Regions from separate parts of the Triticum aestivum genome. Here region 2 is linked to region 1. A link is a contact called in public HiCAR-type data. All regions are on one chromosome and are shown on one strand. The core of a region is the stretch at or near the end of the contact, and the rest is flanking DNA. Distances in the headings are between cores, read along the strand shown. Region 1 overlaps LOC123119271 (protein IQ-DOMAIN 5). Region 2 has its middle 4.8 kb from the start of LOC123124201.

Region 1 (5,510 bases), core at 1,124-3,623:
TTTACAGATGTAGAGTTAGAATATCCAGATCACAAATGCAAGAATTCAAGTTTTCCTGTGGGAAAACTGTTCAGGTTTCTCTGTAGAGCTCATTAATAACAGAAAGTACGAACTGTCCACCAGCTGGCATAAATGACTGAAATGTCTGTTTTTAATCACATATTCGCTTGTATCGTTACTGAACTATGGGATGCAGGAACGCTGGTGTGGCGGTATTGGCTCGGCGGAAGAAATGCAAGCTAAAGTACTGAAAAAGCAAGAAGCTGCCGCTAAGCGGGAAAGAGCAATGGCATATGCTTTAACGCACCAGGTAACTTTAAAGTGATAATATTCTACCATAAATGATAAATGTATGAGCAGCCGTAGAAGCCTTGGTGCTCAAGTGGTTCAGCAGGTGCTGGCTGGGTTTTAGGGAACTTTGTATTTTTTTCAGTAAAGCAGAAGAACAAATGATGTAATAGTAAGTTGGCAATGCAGGCTGCTAATTGCGCTTTCCTTTGGCAGCGGCAAGCAGGTTCGAGGAAACAGAAAGCTGCAGATGTCCAAGGGCCAGAGGCGGATGAGAACCAGTGGGGGCGGAACTGGGTGGAGAGGTGGGTGGCTGTACGCCCGTGGGAGAACAGGTTACTGGACAGTAATGCCAAAGAGAATGTACCAATTGGTGATGATAAGGAGGCTGAGGAAAATGGGGACAGGGATGTAAACAAGCCAAAAGGAAAAGTTGCAGTTTCGGGCATTCAGTTAAATGGTTCAAGCCAGACGAAAGATGCAAAACACAAGAAGTCACATTCTGATGCAAGTGGTTCTTCATCAGGGCAATCTGCGGCTGCGCCACCCGCCGCTTCTTTGGGATCATCTAAGCTGAAACCGAAGCCATCGGATCAAACCTCCGAGGAAGTCAGCCCTCAACCTACAGATCCGGCTCCACGGTCCACAAGTAATCCGAAGGAAAGGCCAGCAGCACAAGTCAATGCACCAACCAAGAAGCGGCTATCCCTTCCTAACAACGGTAAATATATGCATTCTTTTGCCAGTTAACCTCCCGAGTCGCGAACGCTATTACTTCAGATATTTAAGCTATCCAAAACTGTATCTGTCACAAGCTATGTGTCTTTTCAAGAGCTCATTTGTCACTAGCCAAGCATTTCATTTGTAGTTGGCATGCATTCTGCAAAGTATTAACAGTTCATGCCGCAGCAGTATCTGATATCCATTTGCTACTTAGCTAAGTATTTCAGTTCATGCAGCTGCAGTTTCTGATGTCCATTACATGTATGCAGCAGCTGCCGGTGGCGCGGCAAGAAAAGGCCAGGCGAACAGCAGCGAGAAAGCTCAGCCCGTCGGTTCCAAGAACAAGGCGAAAGGAGCATCCAAGTCTGAATCGAAGCAGCGACCGAGCCCTGGTAGCACAAGCGCGAAGCGGGTTTAGGCAGAGGCCTGATGATCAACCAACTCAGTTCCATTTCATCCAGAAACTTAGTCATGGCAATGATGTCGCTGCATCATCTGTGTACATAAAACCAAGAAATAAACAACCCTGCATCTAGATCGCCGCCACGCTCCATGCCCCGTCGGTAGGCGTTGCTGTAACCATTACCTCATGCTTCCGTAGCATTCTGTGTGTATGTTTTCTTCTTCGACCCACTCTTCCGAAAGAACCGAAGAGGCAAGCACCATGTTATCTGCAAGTTGTGTCTATCTATCCTTCAGTGTAAGAAAAACCATGCTTTAATGTTCCAACATTGCATGTTCTGCAGCATCAATGGTGGTGGTTGGGACCAGCCATGCATATACCCCATGTATGTCTCTCACTGCTTTCTTCCTGCTTCCTTCACCCAGATTCTTCTGGAGGAATTGTATAAGCACAACGTGTTCCATCTTGCATGCTTGACCATTTTTTGTAGTATGATGAAAGTGGTGGCCTTTTGCAAAGCCAAAGCAGGATGGTGTGATTATGATGGGTCTCCAGTCCAGGTGCAATCATGCATGCAGATGCAGTGGCTCCAAAGCAGCCCCCTTTGGAGGTCTCTTTAGGACCCAACTGAAAGCCACCTGCCTGCCTTTGACTAATGGGATGTCTGAGCTGTGTGATAATCTGATGTGCTGTTTGCTCCTGGTTTTGTCTGAAAGCATGTGTTCAGGGGATTAGGATAATGCTGTATGTGGCGGTCTGGTGATGACGATTATCTTGTTGAGATACGACGCGATTAGAATGTGATGTGTCAGAATTGATTGATTTGTTTCTTGTTGGTTCGTTGGAAGGTCAGTGTACAAAGATGGCAATCGGAAATTGATCCAACGACCTGTTGTCTTTGTTCAGCAGACAGGTGGGCCCGGATCATACTGATGGCGCATGGAGCGACCAGATTTGGCTCTCTTTCTCCCTCTCACCATTGCATACCTTGTGTGCGTGTGCTTTGCTACTACATTTGTAATGTTGAATAACATATAGGGAATCTTTTTTCTTTTATGACAACAATAGGGAATCTGATGTGTTCTTTTGCATGGGCCGTAGAGCGTCTACAACCACATATGACAAATATGGCCCATCAAAAGCCCACAGACGCGCGTGCACGCTTTAAATTTCACTTGTTACAACATCCGGACATCTCATACTAGATTCTTATATCCATACAAAGACATGCAAAAGAAAGTAGAACCTACGCAATACGTCGATCCTAGCTACTTCTCGTCGGAGATCACGGCGGTCTTCGTGCCCGGCTCCGCCGGCATGGCTGGCAGCTGCAGCTCCGGCTGCTCCGCTCTGGCCTCCTCCTCCTCTATCTCCGCGTCGAGCTCGGCGAAGAGCGCGTCGGACTCCGCCTGCTCTCGCCGGAGGAACGCCCGGTTGGCCTCCACATAGGCCTCATCCTGGATGGACTCCAGGATGGCCTGCTGCTCCGCCATCTCGTCGGACTGAGCGACGGCGAACTCCGCCACCGCCTGCTCCATGTTGAAGGCCGACACCTGCTGGTACGGCTCCTCCGACTCCTCCACCTTCATTGGAGCCATCTCCTCCTCCTCCTCCTCCTCTTCCCCGACTACTCCTCTTCTTGCAGCTCCCGCGAGTCCGGAGGCAGCCCGGCAGCGATGCGGGCTGCGCGCACGGCTTGCCTCATCCAGATCTCCTGCTGGATCTCGTAGCGGCGCTCCGGCATCAGCATGGCGTAGTAGGTGATCTTGCTCTGGACCATGGCGAAGTGCCGGAGCGTGGCCGAAGCGTCGGACCGTGGGCAGAGCGCTGGAGCGGGAGAGGGAGGAGATGGATGGGCTCAGACTGGCGGCACAGGGAGGGGGATGGGCTAGGGTTGCGGGACGTCGACCGGCTTAAATAGCCGGATTTGGTCTTGTGCGGCGAGCCGGAGCGGCGCCATGCGGCGTTCACACCGCGGCGACGGACATGGCGTCTGTCGGACCGCCGAGTTTCCGGGCGTTTCCGCGTGGGACCCCGCCGTCAGACCGACATGGCGGGCGTGCCGGACGCCCCATATCCACTCCATATTTGGGCTGGATATGGAGTGTCCCGGTTAGCCCGGACGTTTGAGCTCCGTTTGAGACGTCCATCTGGGTTAAAAAAAATGATCGGTCAGTGACCAGGCTGCCCGGCCGGACGTATGAGACGGGTTTAAGAGGTCCGGCTGTAGATGCTTTAGACCGTTGACTGGCGTGCATGTCTTTTGTTTTTCCTGACGAAAAACGATAGCGAAATTCCACACTGCAGCTTTGATATCAAAGAAAATTGTAGAGGGCTATGTATCTATAGTCCTATACTGTTGTGGATGTACGCATGCAATGCAACCCCGATCCATGTTGATCGTCGTGGAGTCTGCGGCGCTGTGGAGTTAATTACTGCTCATCATCATGGTCCATTACATGCTGCCTCAATGCATGAAAAGCTAGTGCAGGGCCATGGAGACGACGCGTCCGCATCTTTCTTGGTTTGGTAGTCAAAATACTGATTCGAATGAGAAGATTATTTTGGTGAGATATGCATTGTGAAATTAAAGTGACATCAAAGCTATACCACCTGTTCCTTCTTGGTCGTTGGAAGGTCGGTGTACGTATAGAGATGACATATTTAGTCAAACTTGTCTTGTCTATATTTAATTAAGTCTAGAAAAAGTGTGCTATATCGATGATATCAAATATATTTTTACGGCGAACGAATATGTGGTTAGATGGTTATAGGGACTGTGATATCCCTAGCCCACCCAGTGGGAGGAGACGTTCCCGTCGATAACGAGGTGCCTACGGTGACTTCGTAAATTTCAATACGAATATGCCGGCTCAGTCTTTTGGAGGTGCTCATAGGGATAGGGTGTGGGTGTGTGTGTTCATAGGGGTGAGGGTATGCGCGTGTGTATGAGCGTTTGCGTCTATACTGTGTTAAAAAAATATTTTTACGAAGATCTAATAAAATTAATTTCGTGATGTACTAGATCGTAATATATATGTTTCTATAAATTATAAAACTTCAAGTAATTTGAAAATAAGAGAGTACCATTAACTGGACATCGTCGTGATCCAAGTTCAACATGTGAAAAGGGCTCATGAAGGCGACATATCAACATCTTTTTGGTTCCGTGATCACAGCCATTTTTTATGAGAGAGATATGGTGCAGTTAGAGGGAAGCGGATTAGGAGCACTCGGGTGCTCCACCCCCCTATATTCAAAAATAAATTAATAATTCAGAAAAAAGTCGAAAAAATTCTGGATATAACTTTTAACCAAATATGACTAGGTATTGTACTCATATAAAAAGTTTGGCCAAGGAATAATTCTCGTTGACTCCAAGGCAAAAAAGATAAATTTATGACGACAATATAGCATGAATAGTACTTGTATCTAGTATTTTTTTTGGGAAATCTTTAACCCTGGATACAAAAAAAGTCATTCCAGGTTTAATCTTTTTATACGGATGCAATACTTGATCATGTTTGATTCCATAAAAAGTTCCTGGATTTTTTGACTTTTTTGAATTAATAAATTATTTTTTAATATAGGGGGGCGTAGCACCCGAGAGCTCCTATGCATTTTCGGCAGTTAGAGCGACATCATAGCTATCCTAATTTCTTCATGGCCGTTGGAAGGTCAGTGTACAGAGATGATATAGATAAATCGATTGGTTGATTTATACTGGTATTTTCGTGGAGCTGAAAACTAGCTAGTTTGGACACACTTGCTCGTCACAATACTATTCTCAGCATGATCCAAACCTAAATTTGTGGCCGTTGACTTGTTGCTATCGCTGTTCAGCATGCAGCAGTCAGGTGGGCCCATGCCATACGAGAGCCACACCAAACAGCCAAATTCTTCCTTCTTCTCCTCTTGTATATCTAAATTTTACTTCGGATAGCAAAACGTTTTTTGTCCGTGGCTTGCATGAGAGGGAGGAGGAAAACTAATGCTGTCAGCTTCGGATTTCTAAGGCTCGGATGCTGAAAGCACACCACGTATTCCCACACCACGTACGTATTATACTCCATCATGTGAACTGCAGTTATCTCGA
Region 2 (4,883 bases), core at 41-2,540, 66 kb after region 1:
ATTGCAGCGACATCATAGCTATCCTAGTTTCTTCATGGCCGTTGGAAGGTCAGTGTAGAGAGACTTATCGTCTGATTGATTTATGATATAATTTCGGTGGAGCTGAAAACTACTAGCTAGTTTGGACACACTTGTTCATCACAATACTATTCTCAGCATGATCCAAACCTAAATTTGTGGCTATTGACTTGTTGCTATCGCTGTTCAGCATGCCATACGAGAGCCGCACCAAACAACCAAATTCGTCCCTTTTTTTCTGCTCTTGCCTGCCTTTTCTTTAAAAGTGGAGCCTACCAAAATTTTATTCCGGATAGCAACTTTTTCGTCCATGGCCTTCATGAGAGGAAGGAAGAAAACCAGTGCCGTCAGATTTCTAACGCCCCGATGTTGAAAGCACACCGCATATGATGTGAACTATCGGTTTAGGCCTCCTTGGTTTATAGATGAATTTCGTTGAAATAGTAAAATTATAAAAAGTGACATGACATGCATCTCAATTTTTATAGAGAAAGACATGTCTTTTGATGCATAGGATAAAAAATATTTCATTGAGTCTAGGCTAATGTTTTCTCCTTTGAAATGTGAATGATTGGTACCTATCCTACATAGAAATAGGAATCCATTTCTACAAACCAAAGACTCCATAATTTTTTTTCTTTGAAAATCCTATCCTATGAAATTCCTACAATATTCCTATAAATCAAAAGAGACCTGATTACTGTTATCTCGAAGCACGATGAGATCATTTGGAGTTTTTGCAAGGCTTCAATCTGGTGTGCGTTTTGCATGGGTGTTGGCGGTTGACTAAATGCATAAATGGAACAAATGGGAAACGGGATTGGGCTGCTCTTTGGCGGCAGGGGCATGCATGCATGTTTGTCACGAGCCAAAATATTTGTTCTCACCTCACCTACTTGTGCATGCCATGCATCAATGCTTGAATTCGCACAGAAAGGCACATGTGACGGGAGCTCGAAGTTTGTGAAGAAAAGGGGTAGAGGGCCACGAAGACGAAACGTCATGCCCGATCATATCCACTTCTGGGAAGCCAGTAAATTAAGGGACTAAGGGAGGGAAAATTTGGTTTAGATCTCGCAGAAAGCAACCTTGTTAAAAAAAATTCTACAAAAAAAATAAACCTTTGAAGTTTTATAAATAGCAAAGGTAATGTGGTGGCATATAACCTGACATTCATCTGCTTCCTTGGCTGCATGCAGCATGCATGCGTGCTTTGTTTTGTGACGAGCCACTTGTGCATGCGTGCAGAATGGCACATGTGATGCGAGTGCCACGTCAGCAGCGCATGTACATGTCCTCCAGGTTTGGGGAAAAGGGGCATATGATCCAATCCAAGCTCAAGGTGGGGCCACAAAGATGAGTGAAAAATGACAAAACTGATACTTTGGGCAAAGTTCAGCATAAAATGACCTTATTTTTTTAAAAAATCACAAAATGGCCCTTCCTACACCCGGGGCAAGTCATGCTAGACTATATAACGCCACTGTCAAAGACGCCATGTACAAGGCGTCATGCTGTTTTGTCTGGAACCAATAAACTACTCGAGCAGAAAAATGGTTACATCCACCAGGAAGCAAGCTCCGAGAAAACTACCTTGTTAATATTTAAAGCATAATAATGTAGTGGTTGTGCACGAACGGAGTGCTATGACAGACGTGTACAGACTGATTTTCAGATAGATACTTGTGTTAGCTGGACGCGCAATGTTTTCTTTTCTTTTTTGGGGTGGGTGGTCTCATTCGAATTTTGGGAATCATGCTGACTTGAGATGTTGGGAAAGAATCGTTTACGGTCAACCCAAAGTTGTACGAAAAAGGATAAAGAACCAGCTCTGCTTCTTCTTTTTTATTTATGCACCAGATCTCTGTTTTCATTCTTCTTCTTTTCTAGTATGGCTAAAAGGGAGCAAAGCAGCTGCATCTTGTAGGCACCCGGAACCTCAAGAAAAGAAAAGAAAAAGAGATTTTGCCAGCAGCAACCAAAACCGTTTGTGGCATAACAGAAGGCAATGTCGTGTGATTGGCATGGCCGTCGACCTACCATTGACTGAAATGAACGATTACTGCCAGAAACTTAATCATAGATAACCTGACATGATCTGGTCTGATCCGATTGGCTTATTCAGAGAAACCACTTTCACCGACCTGTGCATGCATGTGAGGATCGTCGGAGGAGTGTGCAGAGACCTAGCCGTGTGTATACACGTCTGCATACCCTCAGGTGCACCGGCAGTACAGCGATGCTTCTCGACCGACCATGTCGTGCTTGTCATCAGCCCAGCTGGTGTGCATTGTTCCTTGCTTGTACGACAGCATTGGGGAAACAGAATCTGATGCGTTTGGCATGGGTGGTTCAGTTGAGCGCTGAAACAAGATCAGGACGGAGCAGTGGATCGCGCATGAGCCTGCTTGTGATAGCCTTTTGTTCACAGCCAGCTGTCCCATGAACCGGGAGGGGCATGATGCTTCTAGACCGTGGAGTGAGTTGGATCATGGGTCACAAAAATGTCAACGAAACATCTCGTCCGTTCAACTAAAGCCTAAAAAGCCCTAAATCAATTTATAGTACGCCTTGACGCGGTGGAGCGGTGGCGAGGGCTGCGCGGGATCGCGGTACTTGACGCGACCGCTCGAGCATGATCTTTCATTTGCGCCTGGTACTCCTCTTATGTCGTCGCTGCCTCTGCAAGGAGACACGGTTGCGGCTCCTGCTCCTCCTCGTGGCTAGAGGAGAGGATGATCTTCTCCTTCCCGGGGGAGCGACGGCGGTGCCACCAAGATCCGGATCCGGAAGGAGATCCGGAGCTGCCACTTGCCGGTGTGGAGAACAACGACTTTGGCATCGTTGACGGCGGCAAACGGACACGGAAAGAAGCAGAGAGGTGGTGAACAGAGAGAAGAGGATGTAGGGTGTGGTGTGGAGGGCGTCATAGCCGTTCATAAATAGGTGTGGGCGGGTAAACGGGCGGACAATAGGCTTCTCCGTTGTCGCCTCAGCATTAAAGCGAGGACGCCTGCTCATCCGGTCACGATCCCTCTGACCGGCATCAATACCGCGTGGAGTCACGTTTGCTCTGGAGTGGCCTGACTGATATGAATACATGACAACCGCTTCGTGGGAGAGAGTCTTTTAGGCAGAGAGGGTTTTTTGGCCGTACGTGGCGGCGGTCAGGACGCCCACAAACCTCCCTGTGGTTTTCATCTGGTTTGTGGGATTTTGGACAAGCGGCCGCTTCTGCGGTTTGATGGGGGTACCACATTGGATGGCTTTTAGTGTCCGCACAGCTCGGTCCGGACCATTGTGGGAGTTTTGAGGGTCCGCGTTGAAGATGCCCTTGTTCACTTAAAATGATGTATGGCATATGCATGATGAGAATGCACACATCCAACAAACAACAATCAAAGAACTATAATAAATTAAACAACCATCAGCACCAACTATCTCCTGACAATACAAGGACAAGGGAAAAGGTTCTTCAACAACAATGTCGAATGACCCCAAACGTCGTTGTCGTCGGATCCAACTACAAGAGGCTAGATTCCGGGTTTTCAGCCTGAAGATCACGTCTGAGCAATGTCTTCAACAGGGTAACAACGTAAAAGTACCATCATTGTCAGGTATGACCAACCGTGACTATGACCTAGAGTTTTAATCCGGAGCTCGAAACCAGGTATCCTAGCAAGTATATGTGTGCACGAATAATTTGAGATGTCACTCAAGTGGTGATCATGCTCGCACAAAGAGGCAATCAAGCCAAGAGAAAGCAGTCGATCACCACCAAAGGCTTCGAATGACGAAGGTTTGGCAGACACCACAAAGAACAACGAGGGAGGAAGGACACTGACACCACCAAATGCACAACTCAAGACAACTCTGACTATCCCTCACCATCCTCGCAAATACAGTGTTGTAGTTTGTATTGCCCATATGACGAAGGCACACCATGCACAAATCAAGCATAATAAGGAGCTTATACCGTTTATGTAGAACTTTTGTCTACATGGAGAAGGCAGACAACCAAAATGTGGTGAGTGGGCGGTCATGCAAAAACCTACCTCTTCACATACTCCTAGATGAATATAATAAATTGAAGATATAGAAAAGGGGAAGGGGCAAAAATGACTGGCCCAATTTCCAAGTTTATAGCTAGCCACATTATATGAGTAACTATAAATGATAGCTCTATATGACATGTCAACATCATATAGCCGTCAGCCAGCTATACCGATAAGGGTTTTTCTCTTCATTTTATAAATAAAGTCACAACAACGATACCAGCACATCAAAGACCTAAGGTCCACAAGCAACATCAAGAGTGCGAAAAACATAAAAAGAAAGTGCATGCTAGGGGCATCAACTCAACAAGCCTGCAAAATAACAAAAAGGTCATAAGGAGGATAAGTGATAATAAATAGACGGGAGGCCATCAGCCAGCTATACATTAGACATACGAGACACAGACATGATATCTTTGAACATGGTTCCGCGTGCACTCATTATAATAGTAAAAAAATATGGAATTTTTGGGTATCAATCTTGATCAACCATCCAACTCGTGTGTAAAATTTCATGAAGAAACATTCATGTTATTTGAACAAAACAAGTCAAAATCAAAGTTATTACAAAATACTATTTGAATAAATAGTAAGACATTGATTGTATTTTCTTCACTAAGAATATCACAGATGTCATTCCTTCACAAAACTTAACGCGTGAGTAGAATGATCGATCAAGTTTGATACCCAAAAATCCTTTTTACTTTATTTTATTTTTTCTAGTATATTTTTAGAAAAAATTACCATTTACATGCATGAGCGTGGAGCCATGTTCCAGTCTGTATTTTCGTGCTCTAACGGTCTTTTTTT

The links. HiCAR-type assays count read pairs that join an accessible place to other places.
Region 2: a HiCAR-type map of leaf shows a contact between it and region 1, with 3 times the contacts expected there. The contact joins two enhancer-like sites. A contact is called at or near these places in 3 of 5 Hi-C or Micro-C datasets (leaf and an unstated tissue) and 1 of 1 datasets of contacts at active chromatin or transcription factors (leaf).

Annotation. Positions count from the first base shown.
Region 1 is chr5D:36,827,473-36,832,982 of IWGSC CS RefSeq v2.1, forward strand. It overlaps LOC123119271 (protein IQ-DOMAIN 5), which reads left to right. Exons shown (of 7, transcript XM_044539001.1): 5 at 197-310; 6 at 505-1,009; 7 at 1,284-1,763. The coding sequence ends at 1,429. Among protein-coding and RNA genes, the nearest start is that of LOC123119271, 6.9 kb to the left of the region's middle. Within about 2 kb of position 2,374, at least 1 of the 8 cell types and tissues checked has an H3K27ac peak or open chromatin away from gene starts, as enhancers often do.
Region 2 is chr5D:36,894,506-36,899,388 of IWGSC CS RefSeq v2.1, forward strand. No RefSeq gene overlaps it. Among protein-coding and RNA genes, the nearest start is that of LOC123124201, 4.8 kb to the left of the region's middle. Within about 2 kb of position 1,291, at least 1 of the 8 cell types and tissues checked has an H3K27ac peak or open chromatin away from gene starts, as enhancers often do.